Regions from separate parts of the Oryctolagus cuniculus genome. Here region 1 is linked to region 2. Evidence: chromatin contacts called from public Hi-C data. All regions are on one chromosome and are shown on one strand. The core of a region is the stretch at or near the end of the contact, and the rest is flanking DNA. Distances in the headings are between cores, read along the strand shown. Region 1 overlaps SLK (STE20 like kinase). Region 2 holds the start of SFR1 (SWI5 dependent homologous recombination repair protein 1).

The links. Hi-C and Micro-C count contacts between places; a contact is called where the count stands out from the background.
Region 1: a Hi-C map of an unstated tissue shows a contact between it and region 2, with 2.9 times the contacts expected there. The contact joins the enhancer-like site here to the promoter of SFR1 in region 2. A contact is called at or near these places in 3 of 6 Hi-C or Micro-C datasets (ear pinna, skin fibroblasts and an unstated tissue).

Annotation. Positions count from the first base shown.
Region 1 is chr15:26,003,248-26,009,182 of mOryCun1.1, forward strand. SLK (STE20 like kinase) reads right to left here. Exons shown (of 19, transcript XM_002718721.5): 19 at 1,112-4,661. The coding sequence ends at 4,515. Among named protein-coding and RNA genes, the nearest start is that of COL17A1, 54 kb to the left of the region's middle. Within about 2 kb of position 2,199, at least 1 of the 8 cell types and tissues checked has an H3K27ac peak or open chromatin away from gene starts, as enhancers often do.
Region 2 is chr15:25,896,303-25,901,840 of mOryCun1.1, forward strand. It overlaps SFR1 (SWI5 dependent homologous recombination repair protein 1), which reads right to left and starts at 2,262. Exons shown (of 4, transcript XM_008270482.4): 1 at 1,714-2,262; 2 at 429-550. The coding sequence starts at 524.

The DNA.
Region 1 (5,935 bases), core at 949-3,448, 110 kb after region 2:
CCAGCTCTGGCCATTGAGTTAGAGGCTCTAACTCTGCCTCTCAAATAAATATTTCTTTTAAAAAAGCTTATTTGAAATGCAGGAGAGATCTCTCAACTGCTTGTTCACTCTCCAAATACCCACAATAGCCAGGGCTGGGCTGGGGCCGAAGCCAGAAACCAGGCCCTCAATCTAGAACTCTCATGTGGGAGGCTGAGACCCAACTACTTGAGCCATCACCTGCTGCCTTCCAGGGCTGCGTTAGCAAGAAGCTGGAGTCAGGAGCCAGAGCTCGGAATCAAACCCAGGTACTCCAATGTGGGACTTACTAGCTAGGCCAAACGCCACCCTCATATTCCCTCTTAATGATTCTTACCTTGATGAATCAGACTAGCTTTCCCCTTGTGATTATGACTGTATCTTACTAAGATACTCAAAAGTCTTCAGAGTTCTTTGCCCAAGAGAAATAGGGTAGGACTCCAAATCTGCAGTCTTCCCTGGACAAAACCCAGAACAAGGGCGGGCAGATATGAGGTATGCTCTCAGCTGGATCGCACTGGATCTGAGCCCCTTTTGTTTCATCTTTTTTTTTTTTAAAAAAAAGACAAGAATGAGCTCAATGGTGCACAATACTCCTAGATTAGAAAGTGACATGCTACGCCTCCCTCCAACCACACTGAACACTTGCCAAATGATGCTGTCCAGAGCCTGCTGAATCTTGTGTATCAATGATAAAAAGAGGTTATTTGAGCAGAAGTGACATCATATCATCTGTGTAACTGCTTTCCATGAAGGAAAATCTATCCCAAGGGAGGAAAGAGGAGGGGAAATGTGGATGTATATATACACTGATGGAAGTGTTTTGACCTCTGGAAAAACCTCACCTGCCTCCCACCCCCCACCCCCCACTATCATAGAAAACTACATTTGTGAGATTTGTGAGTGTGGTAGTCACACAGTTGGTTACAACTACAGACAGCTAGGAACACTGGTAAGTTGGGAAGGGTTAGGAGACCTGGATGATGGCAAGTTTGAAAATGCAACTAGGACCCCAAAAAGTAGCAAAGTGTTCTCATACAAGACAATCCGGTTCCAAAGATTCTCAACAACAACAAAAAAATGCTTCCCAAAATATATTAAGAAATAACTTTATTTTTTATTTGCCAATCTCATGATTGAAAAGACATGTTGATCCCAAAGAGACAAGAGGCATGACCTGGAACAAAATTCTTTCTGAAAATTTAGTTTGTGAACTTACAACACTGCAAATCAGAGGATCACAAAAAGCTGCAGCCAACACTTAAAAACTGGTAAAAAACACTCTATCCCAAGCTTAGGAGCAGAAAGGTGAAAGCTTTTCAAAACCATCATCAGCCACAGAACAGCAACAACGGAGGAATTAATTGTTATGCCCTCAACTTGAGAAAAGCATTTACAAATACCATCCCATTTCCTAGAAAAGATCATTTTGCAGAAAAGAACTGATTTATTGAATCAAAAGACTATTAGCACAGAATTCTCTTCTTCCCTTCAGTTCTAGGTTTTCCTTTACTCAACAGCATCTCTAGCTCATGCCTGGACAGAATTTGGCTTCTCAGAAGAATCCTTGTCATTTCAGCACAGTGTGGAACAGGGGAAAGTGTGTACTTACAAGGGGACCAGAAGACTACAAAAAACAATCACTTCTGGAGCTTGCTGATGCTCAAGAAATCAGAGACGAGGGTCTCATTAATGCCTGAGAGCTTTGTGCTTGAGGAAACACTAGAGTAGAGGTAGCTCTGGTTCTGGTTTGTATTTAATAATGATTTGTTAGATCCTGTCATAGGAAGGTTCTAATTGTTTGAACAAAATGAAAGCACTCTGAATTTTTCTTTCCCACCCTCCAGTTTCCTATAAGAAAGGGTAAGAAAAAGCTTAATGTGACTCCACACAGAATAGCAGCTAATTCAGTAATTCATACCCTGTGGGCTGACAGGACGAGTAAAGGCAGTGTGGTGCCCTGGGCTCTAGGAGGAAGACCTGCAGAAGAGCAGAGGCCTTGCGTGTTCACAGCCCTCAGGGAAACGAGGGGAGGCTACTGTCTAGGGTGCACAGACTGAGAATTTCTTTTGCACACGTCACAGCACATTCTCCCCCAGCAACAACCACCCAAATGAGGAATGGATCTGGCTGCACGCGTAGCGGCTTCCTCACCCTCACTTCATGCAGGAAAGATCGTTATTACCTATTGAATACAGGGCTGTGTACGAGGTGGGAGGGCATGGATACAAACAGCACATTCCATAAGAAAACACTTTTTGAAAAGATTTATATAACTTTAAGCATTAAATGAATGATTCACCTCTGCATGTCCTACACCCACATGGTCATATTTGAAAGAGAACTCAAGCACAAACACTGAATCCAAAGGGCGGTTCTAAGGGAGGTGCGAGAGTTGCTGATAAACTTACCCCAAGTGTTTAACTGTTCCTCTCTGAGCCTCTCTCCTTGATTCAACACTCTGAATGTCAAGTCGGAAGGATTAGAATCAAATATTCAGACCAAATTAATAATGTGCCATAAACTATTTAGTACAGGATATTTAAATGATATTGAAAAAATGCTCATTGCCTGAAGTATTCATTTTTTAAAAGCCAATAAACTGAAAATTTCAAAGGAGAAAGTAGTATGAGAACCTTCCTCCCCTCTCCCTCTTCAAATAATCATTAAATACACTGGGCAACATTATACAATCATTTTTATCATAACAATATAAACAATTTCCATCATAATCCTGAATATTACTTTATAAAGATATATATTTTAAAAGGCTTTCAAAACAATTTTCAACCCAGCATTTGAGAATAAAGCATTAAGAGTTTTGTTTACAGCAACACATTCATGTGATAAGTGTATGAATTTACAACATACATAATATATATATGTATATATATATATTTATATAAAAAACAAACTTGGCCAGAAGTTAAGGCTACCTACAAAGTTGTCCAAGTAATTTTACTTGTCAAAACAATTACAAAGTTAAAATCATACATGCATTTTTAAATCATCTAAACCACCAAAATAAGGTTCAGCATCCAAAGTTTTCAAATTAACTGAAAGAAAGTGCTACAGACATATACATTTTCTTAATATCAAATCAGTGTTCCCAGAACATTACATTTAAATTTTTCACCAGCCTCAGAAGTAATATAACTAAAAACTCAAACTTTTACAATTTGGTACCTACTACTCTTAAAAGAGAATAGGCTGCAAATGGCAGGCAGCAAGCACCACTGACAAATGTGCTCTCTCTCCTGCACCCCAGTACAGACTATAATACTGTTTGACCTGACACACTGAAATTCTAAGCCTCAAAAGGAACTAAGAATGAAATTTCATTAATAATTACACATATCAGCAACCACATGATAAAGGTTTCAGGCCTTTCCCACGTAAATCAAAGTAAATAATTTAATCATGGAATAAAATAAAACTTCATTTCAAAATAAGAAAAAGTCATTTCTAATATTTGTCTTAATATTTAAATCCTGTTTGAAAAGTATTGTGAACAAATGTCTCTTTTAAGATTAACTTCATAAAATATATTTATAAATATAACTCAGAACCTACAGGCTTCTGACAGTTTGAAATATAACAAAATTTGCTATGATGGAGACAAGTTTTCTAACCAGTTGATGTATTAAGAAATAAACTGGGACAACCAAATCTATATTACTTTTAATTTTGTGAATTTTACATTTCCAATTTCAAATCTAAAAGCTATTTTTCTGCTTTTCCAAACTTAGTATAACATATATTTCAGGATGAAAATATTTATCAAATAATAGATCATTTAAAAACAATAAAGCTTAATACTAAGGGTGTTTTGTCCCTACTGATCAAAAAGAAAATCCTATTGACTGGAATTTAGTCCTACAGGCACTATCTTTAATAAAACTAGCACCCTCAGTCATTAATTAGCTCATGCCTAAACAGGCAATTATTTTCAACAAATTACTGAAGTAACTTTCCTTCAAAAAGACTCTATTTAAAGAAAAAATATATTTATTTACTGAATCAACAGCATATTCTGAGCAACTTATATAGTTTTATGAGTGCTGATTCACCAAATGAAAATTACTCTAACTCCTTACAGCACAGTTTCAACCACAGAATGTAGGCATCATTGAGAATTCAGATCAAGTAAAAAGATATTTATTAACAATACTTAGTAATGTAACAGGTTTTTAAAAAACAAATTTAAACATTATTTCTCTAACAATTTTGCAGGTAACAGTGTCTGAAGAACACAATTTTTAAGAATAATATACAAAGTCACCTTAGGGAAATACTACATAAGATGCACTTTGCCAACATGGCCCAGCACCTGTCTTAGTTCACTTTCCCTTCATCTTTTCGTGAAACAAAACAAAACAAAACACAAAACAAAACCCTCTAGAAGGTGAGGCAGGTGATTGTCTCCATGGCAGAAGATGAAGAGAATACAAGGACATATTTAAAAAGCCACCCAGACCACAGAAGTCCTCCCACTGTTACGATCCAGTGGAATGCAAGCTAGGAATGGGATAGAATTTAGAAATTCGGCTCTGTGTTGACGGGTTAAGGCATTCAGACTCTCCAGTCATTTTAAAGAACACTTCCTGTTCCTGGAGTTTCCTGGCAAACTCTTCTTCCAATGTCTTAAAAAGGAAGGGAAAAAGAAAGAAAATGTTATGTGCTGGTATTATACTGTACATGGAATTTACTGACGGCAAAGAGAAAACCACATGTCCCAAACACTTCTCTGTGTATCATCCTAAGGAAGCCAACTGCTCAGTAGTGAAGATCAGAAGCTTTGAACGCCCCTGGTTTCAAGTTCTAGCTCAGCCATGTGAACAGATCACTTGGGTGAATTACTTCACTTCTCTGCATTACAGTATCATTTACTATCTCTGCTGTGAAACAAGGAGACTACCTATCTCACTGATTTGCTCTGTCAAGAATCTACACAGTAATGATGGACTGACCACACACTGGGTGCCGCAACAGACAGCACCTACTATTAGCTAAATCTGACTCTCACACAAGCCCCTTACCACCTTCTACTTTCTGTTTTAGTTATCAATATGCATGTTTTTCTTCTATACGCTATGTAAAGGACAGATCTAAACTAAGTTTACCTTTACATCCCCAAGATACACAACATAAATAGTTAAGTACTTGATAAATACCTGAAGTACTGTTGCGATCTCAGTGTTTGTGTTCCCCCCACTCCCAGAAAATTCTCTTACACCTAATCCCAAATATGATAATATTAGGAAGTTGGGTCTTCCAGAGGTGACTAGGTCATAAAAGTGGAACTCTCATTCATGGGATCAGTGTCCTCATAAGAGGCTGAAGGGAGAGCTCTTCACCCTTTGCCACGTGAGGACAACATGAGCAGGTAGCAGTACGTAACCAGGAGAGAGCCCTCACCAGAGCCTGACCATGCTGGCACCCTGATCCAGATATCCCAGCCTCCAGCTCATGGTATTTAGCTGTAGCAGCCTCAATGGATTAAGATAGGCATCACTGACTTTGTGGACAAGTGAGTCAGGGATAAATGCTGTTGTAAAGGTAGAAATGATAGGAAAAGATAGGAGGATACAAAAATGTATCTCAGAAGAGGTGAAACATGAGCTTGATCTGCAGAAAAGATTAAGAATTCAATAGACAAAATGGGGAAGGCATGCCAGACAGAGGGGGCCCAAACAATGGCACAAAGCAGAAAACTGCAGAGCTCATGTGGAGAATAGTGACTACAACCCATGCAGGAACAAGCCTGGGAGTCAAGTGGGTGGTGAGAGATGAAGCTACTAAGGTTGTGTTGTACTACGAAGGCTTCAAAATCAAACTGAGGCATTTAGAAGATTTATCAATACCACTGTGATGATACCACAGACGTTCTTTAAGAACTCTGATGATGCCAGTTAAG
Region 2 (5,538 bases), core at 1,012-3,511:
TCTCCACATATCTAAAGTAACCATCACAAAATGTCTTTAATTTCCAGAAGTTCCATTAATTTTCCTCTCTACCTCAGCCAGGTCAACACCCTTCTAAAGTCATCCCAATAATCAAACTTCTCTCAGCATCTAGCCCATACCTCCTGCTACACCAGATGCTATAGGATAGCAGACTGAGGAAAGACCCACTGCCACCAAAGTCCTTCACCGTGATAATACCGCAGATCCAGACTTCCTCACTTTGGAGTGTTGCAATAATCTAATCCGAAACTAAATGAATTGGCTCAGTATGCAAATCTGGAAGGGGCTGGTCACACACTGTATCTTAGAAGAAACTAAATGACTATTTAACAAAATATCTGCACGTTAATGAACAATCTTTGGAGTTAAACCCCGCCGATACTTAAGACTGAATAAGATCTCCGTACTTGTTTTCCTGAGCTCCTTGCAAGGGAAGATGGCGGATTCGCACAGGCCTGTGGGGTGCTAGGTGCAATCACCGCTGAGTCTGATGGGCTTTCCATCTTGAAAATGAAATCTTGGGTTACCTCTAGAACCAGAAAAAGTAATTATGAAATGGGACTCAAAATAACCATACCTTTCTAAAGTCCTCCATTTTTATCCAAGTATTTCTTTATTGGGCCAGCAGTTTTTTGTTTTTTGTTTTTTCTTCTAATTTGTTAGTTAATTCTCGCTATTTTTGGAGTTTTTCACTTACCTTCCCACACAAGGACAACTAGTTTTTTCATGACAAATTAACCTACTAGTATCTCATAGAAACGAGACTTGTTAGCCATGAAGTATCTTCCAAGTCTCCATTACGGGGGCAAGGGAGAATAACAACTTTAGATAGTGATTCTTTCGTTGTGACAGCTTCATAATTAAGAGACATGGCCTAAGTGGGCTCAAAAGGCATAATCGGACCTGAACTTGTCAATCATCCCGAACCCTAAAAGCCGCTTGACTAGAACCAGGCGTTAAGAAACAAGAAAATATAAAGAAAAAAAAAAATCACGCCTGTCTGCACTTTCAGAGTAAAAGCGAACAGACACTGAAGAGGGAAGTCGACTGAAGCTGTCCCTTCCAACTCGGTGGGGTAGAACCAGAGAGGCGGCCACTCCCCTTTCCCCCATGCAGGGAGCCCGCCGGCCCTCCAGACACCCCAGGCCTGAGGGAGGGTCGAGGGCCCCCGACTGCGGAAAGGAACCTCTACCTGGCTTTTCAGCAAGCCCCCGAAGCCCAGCACTCAGACACCCCCCTGGGCCGAAGCACGCTACCGCCCTCCGCCAACCCCACAGCATTCAAACACCGCGCGGAGCCGCGGCCGTCAGCCGATGCAGCTCCAAGGGGCGGGGCCGCACGGGAGCGGAAGAGACTCCTGATTGGCTAGATTGATGCGCGCGAATCCGCGTGTCCGGAGACCCCTAGAGCGCGCGACCGCGAGCTTCCGCCAGGGAAGGTCATGTGGCGGGGCGGGGCCGAGTCGCGTGATTGGCAAGGTTGACGGGAACGCGCTGCCTCGCCCCGCCCGGCGTCCGGTCTGGCTCCGGAGTCGGGCTGAGAGCTTCGGGAGTAACTCATGGATCCTGAGGGGGCGCGCTGGCGTCCGCGGCGGCCCTTCCCGCTTCCTTGTTTCTGTGCGTCTGTGAAGTGCGCTCGCTTGTGTCCCCAGCTTCCGTTCTCCAGGCTCCAGCCCGTCTGGTCTGCGCTCACCTCAGCAAAGACTGTTTTCAGACGTGGCGGGGCCGAACGCCGCCCGGCTGGCTAGGAACTCAAGTCACAACTCTCAAGACCACGGAAGAGCAGCGTTGGGTTCCAGCCCTTGGGGAACAGGCTTGAGAGAAATCGACCCAGGGGTGCCGACACAGTCGGCCGAGCGGATCCCTAGCCCTCTGCTGCCACAAACTCGGTTTTCCAAGTTTTTTTAAATTCAAATATGAAGGGAGAGGAAGGCCAGCGCCACTTGTGGCGCAGTACAGGAAGCGCAATGCCCTATCCAGAACTCCGACGCTTCAGACAGAAGTGGCCGCGGCCGAGCGCAGGCCGAAAACCCCCTCGGCTTCCGGTGTGGCGCGGCTGTTGCTAGGCAACGGCGCCCGCCGCTCCGGGTGGGGCAGCCGAGCCGGCGCGGCGCTGAGCGACTTCTGACTCACGTGGAATCCGGGAAGTGTCCGGGCGGTGCGCTCAGTCCTCTTACGGAAGGGCCGTTGTAAACGGTGACACCGTCTCAACGACGTGATAAAAATGGCCCGGAAATAGCCAAAAGGAAATTTGAATCCTAAGCAAGCCAAGTATAAATAAAGAGCCCAAAGACAATCTAATGCAGTGATTAGCGGACGTAACCGCCCAAGTCACATTGTCGAACTCCACATCCCGGCGCTGTATTCTGTGTGCTTTCTACTGTGGTGTCCGTGTGCCTCGGTTTCCTGATCTGAAAATCGGGACAATTCCTGCCTCCTAGAGACTGGAGGATTAAATGGGAGCTCAGGAGAGGCAGCCACAGCAGTGCCAGGTAACTAAGAAGCGCTCACTGTTCTTTCATACGTGCAAATGCATTAATTAACCATCCCCAAACTGATTTAAAGGACTGCGTTACGTGAACTTTCATCCCTTTACTTAACTCTGCCCCCCAAAACAGAGATTTAAAAAATAAAGATGCCGTGATCTGTAAGATCCCACACGATTTAAACCATAAGTAGAAAACTTGCACATATAATTTATAGTATGTTATACCTCTAAATTTTTCAAAAATTATATAAATAGGGGCTGGTACTGTGGCGTATGGGTAAAGCCGCTGTCTGCAATGCCGGCATCCCATATGGGCACTGGTTCGAGTCCCGGACACTCCACTGCAGATCCAGCTGTCTGCTGTGGCCTGGAAAAGCAGTGGAAGATGGCCCAAGTCCTTGGGCCCCTGCACCACTTGGGAGACCTGGAAGGAGCTCCTGGCTCCTGGCTTCCGACCGGTGCAGCTCTGACCATTGCAGCCAATTGGCAATTGGGGAGTGAACCAGCAGATGGAAGAACTCGCTCTCGCCCTCTCTCTCTCTCTGCTTCTCCTTCTCTCTCTAACTCTTTCAAATAAATAAAAATCTTTAAAAATTATATAAATGTACAAAGTGAAAGCAAGAACTCATGCTGTTGTGATACAGTTATTCATCCCCCCAAGCTACAGGTCTCAAGTCTGTGCAATTATTTCTCCCTTCACTTATCCACTGGCACCAATTAGTCTCACTGCAAAACAGAACAGAATGATTTGTCCTGACACTGGCAGCACAATGCAGACTCTGCATGTTCTCTATTCCTCGAGGCATAAGGGTGAGTTGTTTTTATGAGTCCCTAAAACCAGCTGCTTTTATCATTACAACCTAACCGAGGGCTGTGTTTTTGCTGGCTGCATAAAGCAAAACAACAGCTTGCCTTGCAGATGTTCTGACTTGCTTTGTTATGTGAACTGGTACATCAAAATGGGGCTATTGGGCCAGATTTTAGAAGAATTTCAGAACAAATACTCAAAAGAACTTGTGTTTCAGAAATGTGCCTTTGTTGACCTACATCTCTGAATTTGATGAGTTGTTAGGATATACCCTCAATCCTCATAAATATGTTTGTATTTTACTTACTCTGATCACATATCAAATTAGAAACTCACCTTCTGCTTTCAGTTTGGTGTAAGAAATCTACAATATAGCTCCTATACTTTTTTAAAAAATATTTATTATTTATGTATTTTGAAAGGCAGAGTTACAGAAAGGCAGAGGCCAAGAGAGGTCTTCCATCTGCTGGTTCACTCCCCAAATGGCTGCAATAGCCTGAGCTGGGCCAACCCAAAGCCAGGAGCCAGGAGCTTCCTCTGGGTCTCCCACACAGTTGCAGGGGCCCAAGGACTTGGGCCATCTTCCACTGCTTTCCCAGGCCATAGCAGAGAGCTGGATCAGAAGAGGAGCAGCCAGGTCTCAAACCAGTACCCATATGGGATGCTGGCACTGCAGAGAGCAGCTTTACCCACTAATCTACAGCGCTGGTACTTTTCATTGTACCTTTAGATAAAGCCTAACACACACTTCCTTGTATTTAGGGACCTGGCATCTATAAACCTTGAAAGAGTTTGGTGTTTCTGACACAGGATGTTGTATGTTTCTCCTCATAATTTTCAGTACTACCACAGTGAGCCCAAAAGCAAAGATTCCTTACTCTCCCAGAAAAACTAATTTGAGCAATAGAATTCAATGATAGTAGTACTTCATATCAACCTCAGTCAGACTTTATGGGTATCTTTTTAAATTTATTCAATACCCAGGGTTACTGTTGGCCACATGTTACTCATCGGGGAGTGGTAAATACTGCTTCCCTTCTTGTCTGTGATGACTGTTGGTGGGATGATGATGTAGACTTAAAAATCCTTATGAGGGTTTTTTTTTAATTATTCTTTTTCAATGGCAAGAAAAAGGTTAGTGAATAGCCTCCCTCACCCCCATTTTTCAACACACACGTCACATACACACACACACACTTTTAAGCCACAAGTAAAATTACTGTTTTGGTAGATTAATTTTTTTTGAATTCTTGATTTAGGATGATTTTTTAATCTGCATCTCAGAATGATCTAAATTCCAGTCCATAGATTTTTCTGTATTGATGAAAATTTTGGCTCATATAGCTAGTATCCGCAGGTATTTTTTAAACAAATGTATAAATATAAACTCCTAAAACTAGGATTAAAATCCACTTGGGTGAGGAATCTCCATGTGTAAATCTGTGTAAATCTCCACGATTAAGTTGATTTATAATTTTCATTAAAACAAACCAACTGAATTTTTTTTATAAATGTATTTCTCTCTTTTTTATTTTTTATTTATTTATTTTTTGACAGGCAGAGTGGACAGTGAGAGAGAGAGACAGAGAGAAAGGTCTTCCTTTTGCCGTTGGTTCACCCTCCAATGGCCACCGCGGCTGGCGCGCTGCAACCCCCCCCCCCCCCCCCCCCCCCGGCGCACCACGCCGATCCAATGGCAGGAGCCAGGTACTTCTCCTGGTCTCCCATGGGGTGCAGGGCCCAAGCACTTGGGCCATCCTCCACTGCACTCCCGGGCCACAGCAGAGAGCTGGCCTGGAAGAGGGGCAACAGGGACAGAATCCGGCACCCCGACCGGGACTAGAACCCGGTGTGCCACCGCCACAAGGCGGAGGATTAGCCTAGTGAGCCGCGGCGCTGGCCACCAACTGAATTTAATACAAATTTTTGACACTCAGAAGAAAATCTAAATTTTTTAAACATTCAATATTTCTATGACATTGTATATAAACAGATTGTCTTAAAAAACTCTTTCTCTTGCCATGAATTCAAGTCATGTCTTATAGACCTATATATTATAAAGAGGTGTTCAATGTTTTGTTATTTCATAAATTTCCCTTTGAGAACAGTTGACAAACTATTTCTGTTCCTTTCTTTGTAACCTAACCATCTCATATAGAACTCCAAAATGTGTAATTGCTTCACAACTGATGAAGACTTTGTTACCAAAGGGTAACCTTTGT